Linked DNA regions of Zea mays: region 1 is linked to region 2. A link is a contact called in public Hi-C data. All regions are on one chromosome and are shown on one strand. Each heading gives the region's core, a stretch centred on a gene start, on an enhancer-like site or on the middle of the called end of the contact. The rest is flanking DNA. Distances are from core to core; before and after follow the strand shown. Region 1 has its middle 240 kb from the start of LOC100280473. Region 2 holds the start of LOC100280473 (SAM domain family protein).

Region 1 (5,225 bases), core at 530-3,029, 240 kb after region 2:
CACACACGGCAGAGAGCCCTTGGCACGGTGAAGAAACGATACACAGGATCCTTGGCAAGATATGCATGTTTAGGTCGACCAACAGGCGTTTGAACTAGGGCAGAAACACACCTCCACGTGTTCGATCGCGTGCTCAAGCGCTCGGTCGCGCACTGTCTGCCCTCTGCGCGGGCGCCAGGCACGGTCGGCTCCTGTCCTCGCGCCTATGCCCAGCCATGCCTGAGGGCGCCTATAAGTGCCCCTGGTGCGCAGCAGTCCACCCCTCACTCTGCCTCACTCCCCGAGCAGAAACTCCAACTCCGGCGAGCTCTACACCGCCCACCATCACAGCCTGAGCACGACCGTCGTGGCCAGCCCTTCCCGTCGACCCCCAGCCTCGCCCTAGCCCCTAGACGGCTTCCCCAAGAGGATGTGATGCTTTTCCAAGCTTCAGCCGAGACATTGCCTCACCAGAGAAGCGAGCGCGACACCGCCGGACTTCGGTCGACCTCCGCCACGCGTGGACCAGGTCACACGGTGAGCTATTATCCAATTCCTTGCACCCACGGCGTCACTGACATCCCATGAAGCTCCCCGAGCACTTTGATTTGACTCTACCACCGTGAGCAGGCCGGAGCACGCACCACCGGCGAGCCCGACCGCCTGCGCATGCGGCCAGCCCACCTCCGGTCACCACCACCGACGACCGACACCTCGACGTGATCGCTAGAGACCCCCGGACCTCACCCGACCCTTCGCCGGACCTCTACCGTCGCCGGTAAAACGTGCCACCGCTTTTTCCTCCTCGGTTACTGTTTAGGCGAGGGAGGAGCGCGGGTTAGAGGGGGTAAAAAGCAAGGGGGTTCAGTGCTAAGTCAGTGACACATATGAATAGTTCTTCAGGGGCACGGTTTAAACGACTCAAATAAGGATAAGCCCAGGGACTCCGGTGCAAAGTCATTTTCCTTTAAACCTTTATGTTTATTCTTTTCAAATGAGCAGAGAACTTGGAAAATTAGTGGCTAAAACTTGGTACAAAGTCATATTATTGCACCTACATGCCAGCAAAAATGTAACACCCCAGGCATTTATCGTCTCCTCGACCTCGAGTGCGGACTTTAACACGTAATATCAGTGGATGAAACGGATGCTAAATTTTAATTATCTTCGCCTATCGCGATTTTAATATCGCATATGTTTCATCCGTCGCGAGTGCGACATCATTTTTATTTTTATCTATCCGGGCTTTTCCAAAATTCTCGTGATGTTCGGAACATCATTGTTCTGAAAATCTGTGCGTCCGATGATTATTTAAAATTCGTCGCTCGCACGAATACGAATTCGAAAGCCCAACCCACTTTGATGATTTTGTTCCGAGCAAATTAATTTGAACTCGACGATTAAAATGTTCGGGGTAAAATAATCTGAATCGCGCATTGTCCGAGGAAAAACCGTGCACGAGGTTATAATCCAATTTGTTCTTCAGCCCACATTATAGGATAATCAAATCAACTGTGTTTTGTAGACAGATAAATTTTTATCTGATTTCGACCAAACCAGTGTTGTCTTAAATATTGTCTAAATACTGTAGCCGGATCTAATTTGGCTCTTCAAAATCTTAATTTTGGAACCGTGATATTTTTGCGCGAGAGAGAAAATAACAAAAATGGAAATGGAAATATCCTCTCTCTCCCGCTATTCTCTCTCTTCTCTGATTTTTTCAGCCGCCATCTCTATCCCATTCTCCGATTTTTTTTCAGCCACCGTCGTTCCCTCGTCTTCATCCGGTCGTCGCTCAGGGGAGAAAAGATCTCCAGCCACCGGGGGAAAGAAAAATCCTCTCTGCGTTAACTGCATCCGTCACTCAAGGAGAAAAATCTCGCCGCCCCTGCTCCTTTTTAACGCGCGCGCATTCCTTCTTCCCTGCGCATCCAGCTCCCCCATGGCTGAGCTCGCCCCTGATGCCGCGCCTTGCTCCCTGGCACAGCAAGCTCACCGCGCCCTGGGTCGCGCGCCCTGGCTCCTACTCGGCCGCTGCTTCTCTCTGAAGCTCTCTCACGCGCGCGTGACTGCCTTCTCTGCACCTCCTGTGCTCGGACCGCGAAACTCTTTGGCGCTCTCCCATGGCGGCGCGCCCATCCCCCAAGCTCCTTGCCATGGCCGCCATCTCCCATGGAAGCTGCGTCCAGCCGAGCTCCCAGCGCTGCAGCCTTCCCCCAATTCCTCTCTGCTCGCGGAGCTCCCTCTGCCTGCTTCCCATGGCGCTCGTCCCTACCTGCTCAGCCTCCGGCTCCGGCTCGCCGGCGCTCCTCCCTGTGCCCAGCCGTGTTTGCGCGGACCTCTGCTCCTTCATCCCACGCGCTTGCTTCTCTGTGCCCACGCGCGCGCGAAGCTCTTTGCGCACCGCGGCTCGATCCCTTCATCCCGCGCGCGCTCTGGCTCTCCGTCAGCACGTCGCGCCCTGCCGGTTCTCTGCTCGACCATGGAAGTCGCGGTTCCCAGCTCCCTCTGCTCGTGACGCGCGCCCAGCCATGGAGTTCTCGCGGTGCTCCTGTTCCCCGTCCATGGCACCGTCGTTTTTCATCTTCGCGTCCCAAGTCTGGCTGTCTAGCGCGCCCTCCTGCTCCCTGATTCAAGTTTCTGCGCGTCGTCGCCCAGCTCGCCCAAGTCGCCCATGCCTATGCACGGTGTTCTTGTCGATGCTGTGCTGTTGCCCATGCTGTAGAGCTCGCCTTGCTCCTCGCGTTGTCGTTCGTCGGTTTCGGATGCTTGGGTCTCTAGCCGCGTGTCCGTCTCTAGTCCTGGCTGCGGGGCAGTCCGCGCCATTGAGTTTGCCCGGCCATGACCTCGCTTTGCTCCTCACGTCATTGCTCGCCGAGTCTTTACTCAGTCTGCGATCTCTCACTGCCCGTCGTTGCGTCGTTCGTCGTCGTGTGTGTAGCAACATCGCTGATTCCTCCATGGTGCCTATCGACGAACTTTGCTTCATCGGTTTGTCGCCTTCGGTTCGACACATGTGTGGCCGCCGAATACGTTCGCTGCTTAACCCCGTGGTGTTAGAGCTCGTGATCTCACTGTCGTCAGAGTTCTCACTGGATTCGTGTCCTCGCCAGCTCGCTCCAGACTCGATCTTGTCGTCGTTCGTTCACCCCACCTCGATGTCGGTCCCTACATGCTGTCTCCGACTTATGCTCGCGCCGACAAAAGAATCCCAAGAAGATGTGGAGAAGCAAGCCCCTGGTCGATGTCCCAAGTGCTCGACAGAAAGCTCGAACAAGTCGTCGATCGTCATCCTCGTCCACGCCAAGATCCGAGAAGATTAGGCGCAGAAGAAAATAAATTAGTACGCGACCGGAGGATACTCGATGCGGATAAAGATGAAGCGTGATTCGACACAGCACTCACCCTATTTCCGGTGAAATGCTGAGCTGAAAGGAGTCGTCGATTTCGTTGTTTCAAGTCGGATTTAATAAGGGTAAGTTGATTCGTATTCCAGTCAACTAGGTATATAAATAGATTAAATAGAATTGTTGATCGCAATAATTGTTATTAATTTAGCATACGTATATTGTGATGTTTGGTTTAGATAAATCGGTAAATCAAGTAATTAAAATACACAGTTTAAAGAATTAATAAAAAGCTAGGAATGAAAATAGAATTTCTAGTGTTATTATGTCAATTTGGTTAATGGATGTAGTCCATGCCCTGCTTAATTAGTCAGCTTGTTCTAGGTTTGGTGTTTAATTCGCTGTCGTATAAGTATTATTTAGGTTTGCGATATTCCTCCTTATATGCATACATGTGCATTATGCATATCATTCAGGTACGTTAATTAATCACGTGACACGGAAGACGACCCAAGTCGAACCCAAGCGCGGGCTAATCCGCAGGTTGATGCTGATGGACGAACCAGAAGATGGATAATTTGAACGAGTGCAAACATAAAAGATGATCGTCAAGTGGACATCGCCTAACAAACACTAACCTAGTGTTATTCAGGCAAGCCCCGGTGCATTTGCCACCTCCTTGATGTTTTAAAATCTTTATCACCTTGTTTGATGCATTAGGTGATAGGAGTTGTGTGCTAAAGCGTTGATGCATTTCCTTCCTTGAAAATTGATTACCCTTCCTTGATATCCTTTTTAAAAAAGAATTTTATGATGCTTAGCCTTGCTTTATCAAACAAAAATGTTTTGTTTTAAAACAAAAGTGATGCTTCAGTGGGTGGGAATGTTTTCAAAAATAAAACTTGATGGTGGATCCGTCAAAGGCCTTGATGGGTTCAACATCGGAAAAGATGTACCTCTGCCAGGTACCAAACTTTGGGTTGAAATTAATAAAGCTGAGACCGGGCGGTTGACTTGCACGAGAAGGGAGTCTCGGTGTAGTGTCTTCGTCTGAGTCGATTAAGGACCTTGTCGATGTAGGCTTGCTGATCGAGGACCTTTTAACTGGTCACATGTCTCATCATGGGTAAGCTTTGCCTCGGGCAGACTAATACCAGAATAAGATAACACGCAATGGGAGTGGAGAGATGGCGAGAGTAGCGTGTACCCTCCGTGGCAAGAGGCTGGACGGTGGTGTATCTGTGCTCTCGGTTGGCGTGAACCTGATCTGGTCTTAAGAACCCCGGTGGTGAGTTGACATATGCAAGGGTTAAGTGCTACATATGTCGTGTGATCGGAGATCCCCAGCTGGGTATTAATCGATTCGGATCGCTGTTACTTCTCGGACATGAAGACTTGGTCACTGCCCTACACGTAGCAATCCAGTGAACTGAAGGGATGATAAAAAGACGGCTAGTATAGGCCAAGTGCTTGAACTAGGGTAGAAAGAATTCTAGATGCAAGTAACTTTACTTAACCCGACAATTAAAAATGGATTTTAAGGATCCACTCATAGTAAGCTTTTCTGCAAAATAGAGTCTTTGCTTCTTGAACAGCCATACCTTGAATCCCTCTAGCCAGCATACCCTTGAGTGTCTTTTCTTTAGTCGGGTAAGTCTTGCTGTGTAATTTCGTACTCAGGATTTTATTCCCTGTTGTTTTCAGGTTATAGTTTTGTGGTGCTGTTGATGGTGTTAAGCGCCGGTGGGCTCGGCCTTCTTGTAAGTCTAAGTAACTCTTCTATACTTCTTATTGAGGATGGTCACTTGAGCTAGCATATATTTCAAAACTACCAATAATCTATAACAGTTCAAAGTAACTTCTTTGAATCACTTTTGTAATCACTCCGATCATGTACAT
Region 2 (5,004 bases), core at 697-3,196:
CTGCCCAATCTACATCCAGTAGATCCAAATGGAGAATTAGTATACTCCTTCCGTTCATAAATATATGACACAGTTAACTTTTAAAAAAAATTGACCACTTATCTTATTCAAAAAATAATAAGTTATCAATTTTTTTTATTTGTTGTATCACATAAGTAGTTTGTGCTTGACTTCAAATTTTATATTTTTGAATAAATATTTTGAATAAGTCGAGTGGTCAAAGTTTTCGAAAAAAGTCAACAGTGCCATATATTTGTGAACGGAAATAATACCACATAACAATATTGATTAGCAAATAGTCGGTTGTCTTTGTGGTAAGATCATTCAAGTAGTGATTTCAACAAAAATCAAAATACCGCACTACCAAAATATATTTTAGCTTCTAGAAACTTGTTCAAATAATTCTGCAAGATAACAGAACTCAGCAGAAAGGAGCACTTATTCAACTAAATACATAAAATCTATTGATACCAAGGAACTATAGCTGTAAAGTGACTCCATATTTCATTAATTGACAAATATAGCTAGGTACTTACCATGAAAAAGCCACCTTGAAATACTGCAAAAGCAACACCAGTTGTAATTGCATTTAAAACTGGATTAGGAGTTCCCATTCCGCTCACTATGGAGAAAAGAGCACCAGAACCAAAAGCAGCTGTCATGCTATACAAACAAGACATTGTCAAACATAAATTAATAATATCTAATTAATTAACTAGGATTTTCTAAAACAATCATTAGCCAGGATTCAAGCATTGCATCAAGATATCAGTCTATGCACCTAATAGGCAAAAGAAATATAAGAATTACCAGCTTTGATTCAGATGTATGAAGATGTTAAAATGAGTACATCTTAACATTAGTGAGATTAAATCAAACACTCCTTGAACTTGAAGTGTACACAAAGATAAAATAAAACTATGAACCCTCACCTGCCCTGGATGTCCTCTTGTCCTCGTAGCCTTCTCATGACACAAGATATGCCTGCATTTGCGCCAGTCATGACTGCAAAGTTTCGGGCTTGCACCAAGGGTCCAGCAGCTAGAGCCTACACATCACCCTGTTAACCTCGATATGCAAATTAACTCAACGATAATTATCACTACAAGGCACAGGACTGATCGTTACAAATAAGTGGGCACTTCCTCAAATTTGATTTGGCAGTAGTCATTGAACACAATGGATGATTCATACAGTATATAATACTTTATGCAATTCATAATCAATTGTTAATTTTCTCCAAACCATATTGCTACATTTAACTACATCAAATGTTGTCCCAGACTCATACACACTACCCAATATATCAAACACTGAAGACAGACTTCACCCTATACAAGTCACTGTAATCAGTAATCACATTCATGCTATCACCTTCAAACAGTGGAACAGGCAGCTGAAACTAATGGTAAATTGCTTCCTTTCACAGATAAACACTCTATACGGATTAGATTAATACATCCGCTATTGCAATTACGGGATAAATGGTCGAATTTTACATATCAAAAATACGTAAATCACCCAGGACAAGATTGATTGACAACCTGGGCCTGCTTGAACGACGCCATGGCATCCGAGTTGGCGTTGGACGGCGGCTGCGGGATGGGGAACGGCGACCCTCCGTCGGCTGTGAGCGAGCCCATGAGCCCACCCAGAGCCCCGCCCTGCACCGCCCCAACGGCCGTGGACACCGCGGCCTCGATGTGGATGGGCTGCTTCGCCATCCACGCACGGAACCCGGCCTCAATCGCTTTTACGCGGCCGCTCCACTCCTCCAGAGGGTTACTACCGCCGCGCAATCCCCGAGCCATCGGCACTGACGGCGAGGTCTTCAATGCCACGGCCGAATTCTCCCTTCCCTTGCCGTCCGCCATCTCCTTGCAACCTCGCGTCTGCCACTCCCTCTCGAGTCTCGATGGCCACTGCGCCACTCTTCGTTATCCCCTCGGAATCTTCTTCGCTTAACCCCTTAGCAAATCATCATGCGGTCCTCCTCGCTCGGCCGGCCCAACGTTTCGTTTCATTAGGCCCAGCTAGACGAGCACCTGGGCAGCGCGTCTCCGACTCTCCGCGGCGCTTCCCCATGGCGTGGCCTGACTCCGCGGACATTTTTTACCATTATCAGTTTATCATTATGAAACATGGTTGGCTTCCACGAAACAGAAAACCCACGCAACACGCAAACGCCAGTATAGACTCGCGTCGAAGAGGCGTTTGGTGTAATGACATGACAGGGCGGGATGAGACGATTCCTTAAATAAGCTTGTTTGGTTTAGAGTCAATGGTTAAGACAAGATTATCTCAGTGTTATCTCCAGTTGTCCCTTAAAATTGAAGGGACGAGAGAAGATGCCAGGGGACGTCTCTGTCATAGCTGTCCCACAATCAAACACACCTTAATTCTCTACCATGAGGATTAGTCTGCTTGGTCACACGGATGTCGCCCTCGGCCTTCTCACAGCTCGTCTCGTCGTCCCTCGTGAATTCCTCCTGTGACCTTCTCTCTCCTTCTCTTTTCTCCCTTCCCATTCTCTCCCCTAGATGTGCCCGATTGCATTGAAGATCCACACAACAAGCAGTATAAGTCGATGTCACAATCTCTTCCCATTCCCCAATTCCTACAGTGGAGCACGGTCGGCTGGCTAGACTGCAGTCTCGTCGTCGCTGCCATGGATGCATCAGCCCCGAATACTGACACCGAGGTTGACGCTTCGACCCCCTAGGCATATCTCTTCTGTTGGTTGTTATATATTGTCCACATTTAGTGTTGCTTCTATCATCAACAGTGTAACCATCGATCTCTGTACATTGATGCATGTACCAGTGCTAGGCCTCGGCGTGTCTTCCCCTCACAAGGTAAGTTGTGACTGCTCTTTGTTTTTAGTAAAGCGAGCTCTGCTTTGTATGTGATTTCATTTAGTTGATCTTTGTCGTATAGGACAATGAGATTGTACAAGAAAAATCTATGTTTGATTGGAATTCTATGGTTCTCTGTGGTTTTTGGGAGGAGGAAGGGAGACGTGATGTTCCATGTGAGATGCAAATGTATTCTCAACTTGGACTTAATGAAGATGACAAGGATGAGGGAAATAGAAGAGATGAAGAATTAAGAGGTGGTACACGTAATTTGGATCAATCAGCCATATTGATTTAGGAGACCACAATATAGACCAACCATGTGAAGACTACCTACCAGATGAGAAGAGGGTTATGTATGGTAAAATAAATCCGTTAATGCAACCAGGCAGTTTGTTTCCCAACATGAAGGAATTTTGAATTGCTATGAGGCAGTATGTCATAAAGCATGAGTTTGAGCTTGGAACCTATGTTACTTCGACAACTAGATATGTTGGCTATTTTAAAGGTGGTGATTGCCCTTGGAGGATTTATGCATGGGAGGAAAAGAAAGGATTACCGACCATCGTGGTATGTTATGTCCTCATTTGCAACCAATCATTTTGTAAATTTATGTCCCTGTTTGGTTCAGCTTCTGGACGACTTCTGGCCGCCAGAAGCTGAAGCTGTAACCAAACGGCCAGCTTCTCGGGCGGCTTTTCCTCGCAGCGCTTCGAATAGAAGCGAGCCGTCTACGGTGCTCGAGAAGCGGCCATCAGTTGGCTTCTTGCGAACGCTTCGGTTCCGTCGCTAGGGTTCTCGCGCACCCACCGCGCCGCCGTCGCTCCCTCTCCTCCCCACACCGGCGGCTTCGCAGGTACGGACGAACACCGCCGCGATCTCCTCATCCGTGATACTCCCTCAGATTCTTACCAAAACAGAGGAGCCCGTCGGCCGTCGCAAAAAAACAAGGACCATCGCACCATGGAATCGCTGACGCTTCGCGCTTCGACGGCCGCCTCAAAGATGCAGCGACGTCGGCTGCTCCCCGGGCGGCAGCGCGCGACGTACGTCCGCGCCACGGCCTCCGCCGGCGAGCCAGACCTCTCCGTGCGCGTGAACGGGCTGCAGATGCAGTGGGGCCGTGGGGGGACCGATTTCAGGTCGTTGAGAACTTGTAGCTCTTATGCTGATGTCCAGCAAGCGGCTGTTGCGGTATGTGTGATAGTCGCCTAGAGGGGGGGTGAATAGGGCGAAACTGAAAATTACAAATATAAACACAACTACAAGCCGGGTTAGCGTTAGAAATATAAACGAGTCCGCGAGAGAGGGCGCAAAATAAATCGCAAGCGAATAATGAAGTGTGTGACACGTGGATTTGTTTTACCGAGGTTCGGTTCTTTCAAACCTACTCCCCGTTGAGGAGGCCACAAAGGCCGGGTCTCTTTCAACCCTTCCCTCTCTCAAACGGTCTCTCGGACCGAGTGAGCTTCTCTTCTCAAATCAGAGCCGGGAACAAAACTTCCCCGCAAGGGCCACCACACAATTGGTGCCTCTTGCCTTGATTACAATGGAGTTTTGATCACAAGAACAAGTGAGAAAGAAAAGGAGCAATCCAAGCGCAAGAGCTCAAAAGAACACGGCAAATCTCTCTCGCTAATTACTAAAGCCTTGTGTGGAATTGGAGAGGATTTGATCTCTTTGAATGTGTCTAGAATTGAATGCCTAGCTCTTGTAAGTGGTTGAGAAGTGGGAAAACTTGGATGCAATGAATGGTGGGGTGGTTGGGGTATTTATAGCCCCAACCACCAAACTTGACCGTTGGCTGGGTTGTCTGTTCGATGGTGCACCGGACAGTCCGGTGCACACCGGACAGTCCGGTGCCCCTGCCACGTCATCACTGCCGTTGGATTCTAGCCGTTGGAGCTTCTGACTTGTGGGCCCGCCTGGGTGTCCGGTGCACACCGGACAGGTACTGTTCCTTGTCCGGTGTGCCAGTATGGGCACGCCTGCCATCTGCGCGCGCAGAGCGCGCATTTATTGCGCGACAGAGAGCCGTTGGCGCGGAGATAGCCGTTGCACCGGAGTCGCACCGGACAGTCCGGTGCACACCGGACAGTCCCGTGAATTATAGTGGACTAGCCGTTGGAGTTTCCCGAAGCTGGCGAGT

What was found. A called contact is a pair of places that touch in the nucleus more often than the background predicts.
Region 1: a Hi-C map of leaf shows a contact between it and region 2, with 4 times the contacts expected there. The contact joins the enhancer-like site here to the promoter of LOC100280473 in region 2. A contact is called at or near these places in 2 of 25 Hi-C or Micro-C datasets (leaf and tassel).

The regions. Positions count from the first base shown.
Region 1 is chr4:108,084,967-108,090,191 of Zm-B73-REFERENCE-NAM-5.0, forward strand. No RefSeq gene overlaps it. Among protein-coding and RNA genes, the nearest start is that of LOC100280473, 240 kb to the left of the region's middle. Within about 2 kb of position 1,780, at least 7 of the 20 cell types and tissues checked have an H3K27ac peak or open chromatin away from gene starts, as enhancers often do. A contact at or near this core is called in leaf, where this site is marked.
Region 2 is chr4:107,849,087-107,854,090 of Zm-B73-REFERENCE-NAM-5.0, forward strand. LOC100280473 (SAM domain family protein) reads right to left here and starts at 1,947. Exons shown (of 6, transcript NM_001153393.1): 1 at 1,545-1,947; 2 at 933-1,048; 3 at 537-663; 4 at 1-9. The coding sequence starts at 1,874.